3 separate regions of the Sus scrofa genome follow, and regions 1 and 3 are each linked to region 2. The links are chromatin contacts, called in public Hi-C and HiChIP or PLAC-seq maps. All regions are on one chromosome and are shown on one strand. Each heading gives the region's core, a stretch centred on a gene start, on an enhancer-like site or on the middle of the called end of the contact. The rest is flanking DNA. Distances are from core to core; before and after follow the strand shown. Region 1 holds the start of MYSM1 (histone H2A deubiquitinase MYSM1). Region 2 holds the start of JUN (Jun proto-oncogene, AP-1 transcription factor subunit). Region 3 has its middle 97 kb from the start of JUN.

Evidence for each region. A called contact is a pair of places that touch in the nucleus more often than the background predicts. HiChIP or PLAC-seq counts read pairs in DNA pulled down with a chosen protein or histone mark.
Region 1: a contact with region 2 is called in an H3K27ac HiChIP or PLAC-seq map of alveolar macrophages. The contact joins the promoter of MYSM1 here to the promoter of JUN in region 2. A contact is called at or near these places in 3 of 47 Hi-C or Micro-C datasets (blood, embryonic fibroblasts and mesenchymal stem cells) and 1 of 2 datasets of contacts at active chromatin or transcription factors (alveolar macrophages).
Region 3: a contact with region 2 is called in a Hi-C map of embryonic fibroblasts, with 3 times the contacts expected there. The contact joins the enhancer-like site here to the promoter of JUN in region 2. A contact is called at or near these places in 8 of 47 Hi-C or Micro-C datasets (alveolar macrophages, embryonic fibroblasts, fetal liver and 4 more) and 2 of 2 datasets of contacts at active chromatin or transcription factors (alveolar macrophages and skeletal muscle).

Annotation. Positions count from the first base shown.
Region 1 is chr6:153,753,134-153,757,029 of Sscrofa11.1, reverse strand. MYSM1 (histone H2A deubiquitinase MYSM1) reads right to left here and starts at 1,821. Exons shown (of 20, transcript XM_021096571.1): 1 at 769-1,821. The coding sequence starts at 833.
Region 2 is chr6:153,684,598-153,688,437 of Sscrofa11.1, reverse strand. JUN (Jun proto-oncogene, AP-1 transcription factor subunit) reads right to left here and starts at 2,013. Exons shown (of 1, transcript NM_213880.1): 1 at 803-2,013. The coding sequence starts at 1,835. The coding sequence ends at 828.
Region 3 is chr6:153,587,618-153,591,789 of Sscrofa11.1, reverse strand. No RefSeq gene overlaps it. Among named protein-coding and RNA genes, the nearest start is that of JUN, 97 kb to the left of the region's middle. Within about 2 kb of position 1,784, at least 46 of the 83 cell types and tissues checked have an H3K27ac peak or open chromatin away from gene starts, as enhancers often do. A contact at or near this core is called in embryonic fibroblasts, fetal liver, omental adipose tissue and 1 more, where this site is marked.

The DNA of each region.
Region 1 (3,896 bases), core at 572-3,071, 69 kb before region 2:
CGCCGCAGTCCTCACAATACCACCCCTAGGGATAACGGGCCGGTAAAGAACACATCTACAGAGCACCTATCCCATAATCACTTCATTTTTTCTTCACAATAATCATACGAGGTACCTAACATGATCGTCAGCCTACTCACGAACTGTCTGAGGCTCAGACAAATTAAAAGTCTGGCCCAAGGTCACACTACTAGTATCTCGCAGGACCAGCCATTACAAGAGAACCCAAAGCTGTCTAACTCTACGTCCTGCCCTTTCCTTTAAGTCACGATACCTCTCTGGAAGTTTTTCACAACTATCCTTATGTGGAAGAGAAAATCGATAGGGAGTAGGGATAAAACGACACACCCAAGGTCACAGGGCTTGCAGGCGATGGTACCAGAATCCCTACGCTCAGGTCCCATCTAGGGACAGCCCTTGTTCTCATGATTATTGGGCGGTGGCAAGGGGGCGGATTCTAGGGTGACACTAACGGAAGAAGTAATTGCTTAAGAGCCCGCAATGTGCTAGGGGCGACCGGCGCCCTCACAGCATCCAAGCAAAAGGAGAAAACGCTGTCCGCCCCAAGTCTCAGGTACTCGCCGGCTGCGCTTTGGAAGAGCCGGGCGGCGGGATGGGCGCGGCGCCGCCCAGGCCTCTGGGAGACCCCGGCCCCAGCGGATGGTCTTTCGCTCCCCTGGACCCTTCCGGAACCCCAGCCTTTCTAGGGTACCCTTCTCACATCCGCGCCCCTCCTCGTCTCTGCAAAACCCGGTCTCTATGTCTCACCCAGACTGTGCCGCCGCTGGCATGACGTCCCCTTCGACATCCACATCCGCCTCTTCTGCCGCCATGATGGGACCTGACCCCAGCCGTGCTCTCGAGAGATCCCGCGAGAGGTGGAGGGCGTGAAGGCGGGGCTGCGTGCGTCACGGGGCGGAGTTGAGGCGTCGACCGGCCCCTCCCAGGCTCAAGAAGCGGGGCTTTCGGGGAAAAGATATTAGCGTCCTGGGTCTGGATTCTTCTGACTTTTGTTGACGTGTAAAGACCTTGGCAAGTGGCCCAGGCTTGGATTTTGAAGACGTTGTGGTCTTGGATAAATTCTTTGGCGCCTCGCTTCTCTAATTTGTAAAATGGGGTTTATACTAAATACCTGGAGTGCTGAAAAGATCAAGCCAGACGGACTTTGAATGTGAAAGTGGCAACAGCGACCCTTATCTGCTGGTTTTTATTTTTTAGAATAGAATCATTCAGCACTTATAAAAATGCTGAACATCTGTTTTAATATTCAGGAAAGAGTTTAGAATATAACTTAGGATTGTGTATTTTATTTCGTAGATATCTTTACAGTTAATTAAAAAATCACTCATCACCGTTGATCTTCACAATAACCTGGTGAGGGAGTTTCCTTATGGTACAGCAGGTTAAGGGCCCGGCGTTGTCGCTGCAGAAGCTTGTGGCAAGAGTTTGACCATAGCGCAGGAATTTACGCATGCCGCTGGGTGTGGCCAAAAAAACAGAAACAAAGAAAACGCCAAAACCCAGTGAGATAAGCAGGACCAATAACATCAGTCACCCTTTGCAGATAAACTGAAGCTCAGAAAGTTGAGATGACTAATGAGAAGGATGGACAGCTAGTCAAAGACAGAACTGGGACCAAAATCCAGACCTTTTGACACTTTACTGAGTGTTTACCTGTACAAATTGTGTTGTTAGGAACTGTGAGAGACAAACACCATTTCTCTCAAAGAACTTAAGGCTTTTTAAGAAATTAAATATTACCCTTATGTATTCTTCTACCTTAGCATCTATCATTCACATTATTGTAGCTGTTAATTCATTTTTCTGCCTCCACCATCTGACTATGAATTCATTAAGGACAAAGGCTGTATCTGCTAGTCTTTGGACTAGTCCTTAAGGTATCAACATTCAACATGATGTCTGACACAGTTGGTGCTCAATAAATATTGAACTGATGAGTGAATCAATCAATTAATGGAATGAATTCACTTCCCACAATATTCTGAGTTGGCCCCAATGCACCCTTGCACTCAAGCCATAAGAGGAGCTGTAATACAACTGTGTGGCCAAAGATGGAGAGAAAGTTTTGTAAAGAGAGAGATCCAGTGCTCAGAAACTGAATAGTGCTCCATCCTTAAGTTATCCTGTTGCTAAAGGGCCTATCCTGTGACCAGTCTCAGTGGTAATTGGCATGCTTGGCACAGAGTAGGCTTTCTAAGATATTTGTTAGATGTAATTAATAGCAAGGTTAGAAAGATGGACATGGCCAGATGGTCAGAGCTGTAGAATATAGATGCCTTTCATTGATCTTTACAAAACAAGTGGGATAGGAACCCTTGTAGTACTACCTGGACACACAGGGTATCAAATGTCTCCTAGACACAAAATACCATATGAACAGTGTCTCCTATAATACAGAACTGAAGTCTTTCTGGCCCAGTATTAGGCATCAATAGGCATTAAAATATATATGGAAGGAAGGAAAGTCCTGCACAGAATTCCAATATGCCCCAAGGCCTTTAGGCATAAAGGCCTCCCTAAACAGGGAGACTAATATGAATCCTCCCCACACATGCGCCTATGCACCTGGTTTGCTGGCTTTATGTGAACGAGGCTCCTTAAGGGTATAGCTCAACCCTACCTGCAAGGAAGTGGCTATAACCCCACAGTTGAATACACTCCCGAAGCCTGGTCTACTGTTTAAATTTAACTATTTATTTAAAAATATATAGGAGGAATTCCCATCGTGGCTCAGTGGTTAACAAATCTGACTAGGAACCATGAGGTTCTGGTTTGATCCCTGGCCTTGCTCAGTGGGTTAAGGACCCAGTATTGCCGTGAGCAATGGATCCCGCGTTGCTGTGTGCTCTACAGCTCCGATTAGACCCCTAGCCTGGGAATCTCCATATGCTGCGGGAGCGGCCCTATAAGAGGCAAAAAGACAAAAAAAATTTAAAAATTAAAAATATATAGGAGTTCCCATTGTGGCACGGAGGAAACGAATCTGACTAGTCTCCATGAGGATGCAGGTTCGATCCCTGGCCCTACTTGGTGGGTTAAAGATCCGTTGTTGCTGTGAGCTATGGTGTAGATTGCAGACGCTGCTTGGATCCTGTGTTGTTATGGCTGTGGCATAGGCAAGCTGCTGTAGCTCCGATTTCGACCCCTAGCCTGGGAACTTCCATATGCTGCAGGTGTGGCCTAAAATAAAATAAAATAAAATAAATATAGTCACTTTCATTTTAGAGATGAGGAAACTAAGTTTCAGATAGTTACATAGTTGAGTACCAGAGCTGGGTTTCCAACACAAGTCTTTCCCACTCTACCCTTACTCTGTTACATTTTCATTTACCACAGAAAGAATAGGGTATTTTGTGTTACTATGATATTTTCTCACTTGGTTTAAGAATAAATCACAATCAGGTATTTCTGATGTCTTTGAGGTGCTTAGGGCTAGAAATGAATGGAAAGTGTATTCTGAAGCCTGGAAACTTGTCTTGGGTTTACAAACTTTCTGTGCCTCATTAATACACTCTATTTCCTTTGTTGATCCTAAAACAGAATTAGCAGGAGTTGCCATATCTGTAAATTTTCCTGAGTTTTTGGAGGAACAATCAATCAAGTGTCTGTCTCATATCTCTGCTACATTGTGTTTGAATTTATTGGAGAGATAGCTTGATAGCTTATTCATTTCATTTTCTCCCATTTCTGGTGAAAAAAAAGATCACTGCATTTTTATTGAAAAAGCAAAGTATGGTGGCAATATTAATCCATAAAAAGCTGGCATGTTAGTAGTCATGCTAATTAGCCCAGATTTGTAAAGTGCTTTAAAAGTGGGAAGTGTCATACAACTGCTCACTAATGTTGTTATTATATTATGATCCAAATTGTCAGCT
Region 2 (3,840 bases), core at 764-3,263:
ACTCCTTCAACTCCACCTGGACGAGTAATCTATAGATAATGCAGAAAAGAGGTTGGGGGAGGGGTAACTTTTTCAATATTTTATTGTATTTTCTTAAATATCCTTTCTGGAATTTTCAGAAACAAAACATAAAAAAATTATATACTTTATTACAAATGGTAAACTCAGAGTGCTCAAAATTTCTTATTTACAAACAACAACTGGGCAGGACACCCAAACAAACAAACATGAAATAACTTACAAAGGCATGAAGCTGTTTATTGACAGTAATCAGCTTTCATCAAATTAAAAAATATATATATGTACATACACAGTAATGGAAGGCAGGCCAGAAAGAGTTCATCTGCAGGCTGGGCCTCGCTCTCACAAACCTCCCTCCCGCCTCCCCTCCCCCACCCCCCCCTTTGTGTTAAGGAGTACTACAGAAGCAATCTACAGTCTCTATTGCAGTTTGCAACCCTCCCCCCTCCCCCCCCTTAATACTGAATGAGATCGAATGTTAGGTCCATGCAGTTCTTGGTCAGTGTTAAAGAAAAGTCTTAACGTTCTGTTTGCGCGGGGACAGCCCGTTCGCAAAGCGGGGCAGCCCGCGGGCTGCCGCTCCCTGGCTCCGCGCCGAGGGAGGGCGAGCCAAGTCCTTCCCACTCGTGCACACTGGGGGCGCCGTCAGGACGCAACCCAGTCCAACTTGGATACCCTTGGCTTTAGTCCTCCGACACTTCTTTTTTTTTTCTCCCTCTCTCTCGCAACTTGTCAAGTTCTCAAGTCTGTCTCTCTGCTATTTTTTTTTTTTTCTCCATTGCCCCTCAGCCCCCAACAGTCTCGCCTCAAAACGTTTGCAACTGCTGCGTTAGCATGAGTTGGCACCCACTGTTAACGTGGTTCATGACTTTTTGTTTAAGCTGGGCCACCTGTTCCCTGAGCATGTTGGCGGTGGACGCCAGCTCCGAGTTCTGCGCTTTCAAGGTTTTCACTTTTTCCTCCAGCCGGGCGATCCTCTCCAGCTTCCTTTTCCGGCACTTGGAGGCAGCGATGCGGTTCCTCATGCGCTTCCTCTCCGCCTTGATCCGCTCCTGCGACTCCATGTCGATGGGAGACAGGGGCGGGGTTTCCCCGGGCATCTCGGGCACCGTCTGCGGCTCCTCCTTCAGGGCCTGCAGCCGCGGGTGCTGCACGGGGATCTGCTGGGGCAGGTGGTGCGGCGGCTGCGGTGGTTGCTGTTGCTGCTGCTGGGGCTGAGCGGGAAAGGCCAGGCCCGCCGCGCCGTAGGAGGGCGCCCCGCCGCCGCTGCTCAGCGCGCCGGGGTTGAAGTTGCTGAGATTAGCGTAGACTGGCGGCTCGCTGTGTAGGCTGGCGCTGAAGCCGCCGCTGCCGCTGCCGCCCGCCACTGAAGCTACCGCCGGAGCCACCAGGCCCGCCCCGCTGACCGGCTGCGCCGCCGACGTGACGCTGGGCAGAGTGTTCTGGCTGTGCAGTTCGGCCAGCGCGCGCACGAACCCCTCGGCGAAGCCCTCCTGCTCGTCAGTCACGTTCTTGGGGCATAGGAACTGGGTAGGGGTCGGCGTGGTGGTGATGTGCCCGTTACTGGACTGGATTATCAGGCGCTCGAGTTCGGGCGACGCCAGCTTGAGCAGCCCCACGTCGGGCGAGGTGAGGAGGTCGGAGTTCTTGGCCCGTAGGTGCGGCTTCAGGTTGCCCACCGGGTCAGCCAGGTTCAGGGTCATGCTCTGCTTCAGGATCTTGGGGTTACTGTAGCCGTAGGCACCGCTCTCGGACTGGAGGAACGAGGCGTTGAGGGCATCGTCGTAGAAGGTCGTTTCCATCTTTGCAGTCATAGAACAGTCCGTCACTTCACGTGGGGTGAGTTTGGGTTGCGCGCAGAAGTTTCGGGGCCGCAACAGCGCGCTGGCAAACGGGGGACACCCGCGCTTCCCGGGGCCGTGAGCGAGGAAAGTTTCTCTAAGAGCGCGCGCCCCCGCCGGCTGGCCTCCCCCCTGCGCCCTCCTCACCAGCTCGCTCCGGGGGATCGCAAGGTTGAGACGCCGCCCGCACTCTTACTCGTCCGCTCGCGCGCGCTTCCCGGCTTTGAAAAAGTCGCGGTCACTCACGGTGAGCTCTCGGGAGCAGCGGTTCCTCGGAGCCCGCGGACGAACTCGCTTCCAGGCGGAGGCAGGCAGCGCAAAGCCCGCGGTGGCCTGCCCGCGGCGGGTCTCCGCCGCCCGGACTCCGACGACTGTCCCCTCCTCCGCTGCGAGGGGGAGGGGGCGCCCGGCAGCCGCGGGTCGCGCTCGCCCAAGTTCAGCAACCGGTGCGAGCGGAGCGGAGCGCACGTCCTCCTCACTCCACCGCCTCCTTTTCTTTACCGCCTCTGCGGCAGCTTCGGGCGGAGAGAAGCTTTGCGAAAGTTCGCTCCGGGACCCGGCGGCCACTTGTCCCCTGTCCTCCTTGCCGGGAAACTTCTCGCCGCTGCAGCTGGTCTCCGGACTTCCCCGTGCGGACAGTGGCCGCTCTCCGAGCTGTCAGCAGCGCCCGCGCAGCGGGGCTCTCCGCCTGGGGGCGGCTGGAGAAGGGGATCTCCCGGCACTCCCCAAAACACCAGCCCGGGAGCCACAGGCGTTAGCTCCGGGTCGTGGGAGAGAAAATGGAAAAGAAAATAAGATTTGCAGTCCGCCCCGACTGACGGTGCCTGTCTGCCTGCCTGAATCGGCGAACCTCCACTCCCGCCTCGCTGCTTCAGCCACACTCAGTGCAACTCTGAGCCCTTATCCAGCCGGAGCTCAACACTTATCTGCTACCAGTAAACCCCTAAAAATAGCCCATGATGTCACCCCAAGGCCTTCCCATTGGCTCTTGTCGCTCTCAGGAGGGCGGGCCCACCCGTCGCCATGGAGACCCCACCCTAGAAGATTCTTCTCTGGACCCGCGGAGGCTCACGGGATGAGGTAATGCTCCGCTGCCCTCCTACAGTTGGGCCCTTCTTTTGCCTCCCCTCCCTCCTCTCCTCGCGACTAGCGCCTCTCTCTTCCCCCTCCCCTCCTCGGCGCGTCTTTCCTGGCCCGCCCGGTGCATTGTGGGCTGACGTCTTGGGGTTTGACTGTCTAGTGACGGTGGCTGCCGCAAGCTGGGCGGACTCCGGCGGCGGCTCGCAGCCTCTGAAGGAGGCGGGCTCAAGTTCAGGGAAGGCAGGGGATGCGGGGACCCGGAAGGCTGGGGAACCGGGCCCGATGGCTCGGCCTGAGTGGGCTGGGCGGGTGTCACTGAGGGGGTCGATGTCATCTGCGGGCACTTCGCCGCCGCGCGGGGGGGAGGGGGCGGGCTAAGCGCCCAGGTCCCTGCCCCCCCCCGCATTTCCGGGGGGCGGGAGCACCGCCCTTAAGGTGGCTCTGTTAAGGCCCTTGTGGGGGCGAGTGAAAGTGGGCTGAAGTTTAGGAGAGTCGGCCCCCCACGTTGAGAACTCTCCGAAATTTGTCTCCCGGTCAAGTTCAAGAGCGACTGTTCGCGGCGCTGTCTGGAAGCCGAGTGATTTGCATTGCTTGAAACTGGGTGTTCATCTAAGTCCCTGCCGCGCCCCTACTTCACCCTCCAGACCATGGGAGAAAGCGCGCGGGGTTCACAGCTTTGCCTTGGGAACCGGAGGCGGTTTCTTAACAGGGGGTGGAATTAGGGGGCACCCAGTTGGGAATGAGCGTTATAGGTAATCCGAAACTCGGGGAACCCCGGTGATCGTCTTCTCGCCGCCCCCGCATAACATGCACGGGCACACCACACTTCACATGTGTGTACACACACACACACACACACACACACACACACACCAACCACTCCTCTCGCCCTGATTTG
Region 3 (4,172 bases), core at 535-3,034, 96 kb after region 2:
ACTCTGCTTGTTTTTTTCTCCATCATGCTTATCACTTCCTGATAGAGTATGTATTTATGGGATTGTTCTTTTTTTTTTTTTTTTTTTTTTTTTTCTATTTTCTTTTTAGGGCCACTCCTGCAGCATTATGGGCGTTCCCAGGCTAGAGGTCGAATTGGAGCTGCAGCTCCTGGGCTACAGCAACAGCGACTCGGGATCCAAGCTACATCTGCAGCCTACACCACAGCTCACAGCAACGCTGGATCCTTAACCCACTGAATGAGGCCAGGGTTGGAACCCACATCCTCATGGGTACTTGTCAGATTCTTGACTGACAACGGGAACTCTATGAGATTGTTAACAGTCTGCTTCTTTCCTCTGGAATTTAAGCTCCTTAATAGAAATATGTTGTGGTCATGGCTATTACCCCAGCATCTGGAAAAATGTTGGCACCTAGTAGCTGCTCAAGAAATATTTTTTGAAGGAAGAAACTGGGAAACGAGAATTTGAATCCCAGCTCTGCCTCCATCTCCCTCTGTGATCTGGGCAGATGATTTCCCTTCATACCTCAGCACCTTCAGTCTAGGGTGGAAACAACATCTTGCCCTTCCAAGTTCAGCAGGTAATTAAGAAAACCAATGAATGTGGAATGTGAAAGCATGCTGTAATGAAGACATAAGGTGTAATCAATGAAAGATCAGTTCCTTCCCAGTTTGTCCAAATTGGTAAATGTATCTTGAATACAAGTAGAACCATTATGAAAGTACATGGGCTTTTATTCATCTTTCGGGGCTTTGTCTGAAGTGGCCTAGAATGAAGAAGGGAGAGAAATAAACTTCTCTGAGATGAACGGTCTCCACTGGGAGCCAGGCAGGAGGCATGTGGTGTGATTCACTCTACTATTTAATACAACTCTGCCTGGCAGGTTACATGAGCTCCTTGAGGGCAATGGCCATATGCAGTGCCTTTTTTTTTTTTTGAATTAAAGTATAGTTGATTTACAGTGTTTTCAGGTGTACAGCAAAGTGATTCATTTACATATATGTACATATTCTTTTCCATTGTGGGTTATTACAAGATGTTGATATCGTTCCCAATGCTAGACAGTAGGTCCTTGTTGTTTATCTATTTTATATACAGTAGTGTGTATCTGCTAACCCCAAATTCCCAATTTATCCCTCTCCATCAATAATTACATGTTTTTAACTTTGCAATTCCAGCACTAATTCAGGGTAGACATCAATAAGAGCTTATTGGATTGGGAATTGGGTTTAATTTCATTAAACTTTTTTTTTTTTTTTTCTGAAGAAAGGGCTCAGTTACTGAAAGTGACTTCCCCAAGGTCCCTCAGGTAAGCAGGATTTACCTGTACCAGAACCAGAGTCAGCACACCATGCTGCTAAGCTCTGCAGACCATACAAGGCTGCTCAATTTGGTGTAAGTCTCTTAAAACCTGTCCTGGGCAACTGCTACAGTCTTTGCACATATCACTTTCCTTAGAGCAGGTAAGTGGGCTGTGTGTTGTTAGCATAATAGCATCTCTTTAATGCCTTTTGAAAGGAGCTCGGAAAACTCTTCCGTTAGAGAGGGAAGGGAAGGTGCAGGAGAAAACCTTCTCCCAAGCAGGCCTGTCTTAGCAGTACCTCCCAAGTTTCAATGTGCAGTTTCAAGGTTTCACTACCACCAACGCGTTGCTGTGGAGACGCAGCAACAAACACTGGGAGACTGGTAACCCCTCCCCACTCCCACCCCCCACCAAGCCTAGTAAAGAATGTTTGGGACAAGGCTCCTGCCCATCAGGCTGCTGTTTCCCGCTGAATACAGCCTTTGTGACCGGCCTCCTGGCCTGCCACCAGGCTCCAAAGAGATGACTCGGCCCAGATCTTTCTAAATAGTGTTTGTGTTTTAGTTGTCCACAAGGGGGTGGGGGCGGGGGAGTTCTACATAACTGTAAGGCAACCATCCAGCTTGTGGCTGATTGGCAAGACAAAAATAATGCTGTCTCACTTTGCAAATGCCCTAGGAGAGCCTTGCAGGAACAAGTCCAGGGAGCCCTCCCCGTGCAGGGAGCTCTGGTCTCATAGGGTCTTTGTGACTTCAAGGCCAAAGAAGTCTGTGCGGCCACTCCCAGCTTACCGGTGAGGAAGTTCAGGCTCAAGGAGGGGCCACAAGTTGCTTCGGGGCATCATGCTAGCTAGTGATGCTGCTGAGGCTGAAATGTCCCATCATTATGGATTTTATTGATATTTTTGTAAAGTTCCCTAGATTTCTATTGCACAAGGGCTGGCAACTTTTCAGAGCCTCTCACCTGGCTCTGTGCTGAGTCAATTTTGGAAGAAATAGAATACAGTGAACCAGAGAAATGAAGCCTTAGCTGGGAGTTTGTGTTATTTGCTCATGGCAACTTGATAGGCCTCCTTATCACGGCAGGCCAGGCATTGTGTGATCTTACCAGAATGTGCAGGCCTACCATCTGGCTCCAGCTCAGTTTGGGGGGATGGAGGTGGTGAAGGAAACTTGACTTAATAGCAGGTGTTACTTTGAGGGCTAGAAAGGTACCATTGTCTCTTCTGCAATAAACTGCCTGGTTTTCACCTGCTGGCAAGTCACAAATTCGCTTACCATTAAAATACCAGGTTATTACTTCACTAATGTAATAAGTCTTTATTAAGTGCCTACTGAAGGTCAAGCACTGGGCTGGGCATTGGGGGCAGAGAAATGAATAATATTTGTTTAACAAGTATTGATTGAGTGCTCTGTGCCAGGTACTATGTTAGGCCCTGGGGACAGCACTCTTTTCCTCTCCTCAAGAGAGTTGCTTGTGCATAAGTCAAGTAAACAGATACTTGCACTTGTAAGTTTAAGATGCTAGGGGAGCACTCTGAAAGGGCGTGTAAATTAGTCTCAGTCTGTACTGTTCACCTTAGGAGCCAGCAGCCACTTGAAATGTGCCTGGTCTGAATGGAGATGCTTGTACATGTAAAACACACACTGCATTTCAAAGTCTAAGTATGAATGAGTGAAGTAAGTCAGACAGAGAAAGAGAAGTATCATAGGATATCACTTATATGTGGAACTGAGAGAAATGATGCGGAGATACTAATTTATAAGACAGAAATAAACTCACAGACATAGAAAACACACTTATAGTTACCAAAGAGGAAGGAGGGGAGGAGGAGGATAATGGGAATTGGCATTAACAGATCCACACTGCTGTATGTAAAATAGATAAATAGCAAGGCCTTACTATACAGCACAAGGAGCAACATTCAATACTTGTAATAACCTAAAATGGAAAAGATTCTGAAGAAGAATATGTATACATATGTGTGTGTGTATACACACACACATATATACACACACATATACATACACATACACACACATATATACACACACACACATATATACACACACACATATATACACACATATACATACACATACACACACACATATATACACACACACATACACACACACATACACACACAAATATATACATACACATATACACACACATACACACACACACATATATACACACACACATATATACACACATATACATACACATACACACACACATATATACACACACACATATATATACACACATATATACACACACACATACACACACACATATATACACACATACATATACACACACATATATACATACACATATATACACACACATATACACACACATATACACACACATATATACATACACATATACACACACATATATACACACACACATATATACATACACATATATACACACACATGCACACATATATACATACACATATATACAAACACACATATACACATACACATATATGTATAACTGGATCACTTTGCTGCATACATGAAACATTGTAAGTCATCTATATTTCAATTAAAAAATTTAAAAAAAAAAAAAACTCAAGTATGAAAAACTGAGTGTTAAATTCCCATTAGCAATTTAAATTGATTGCATGTTGAAATGATATTATTTGGGATATACTGAGTTAAATAATCTATTATCAAGATTAATTTCTCACATTTCTTATGATGTCATTTAAGCTGCCCAGCAACCCTATATGAAGCAGATATTATTTCTAGCTTATCTCCATTTAACTGGTAGAGAAGGGGCTCACAGTGGTAAAATGACTTTCCGAAGGTCACGCGATTTAGGGAGG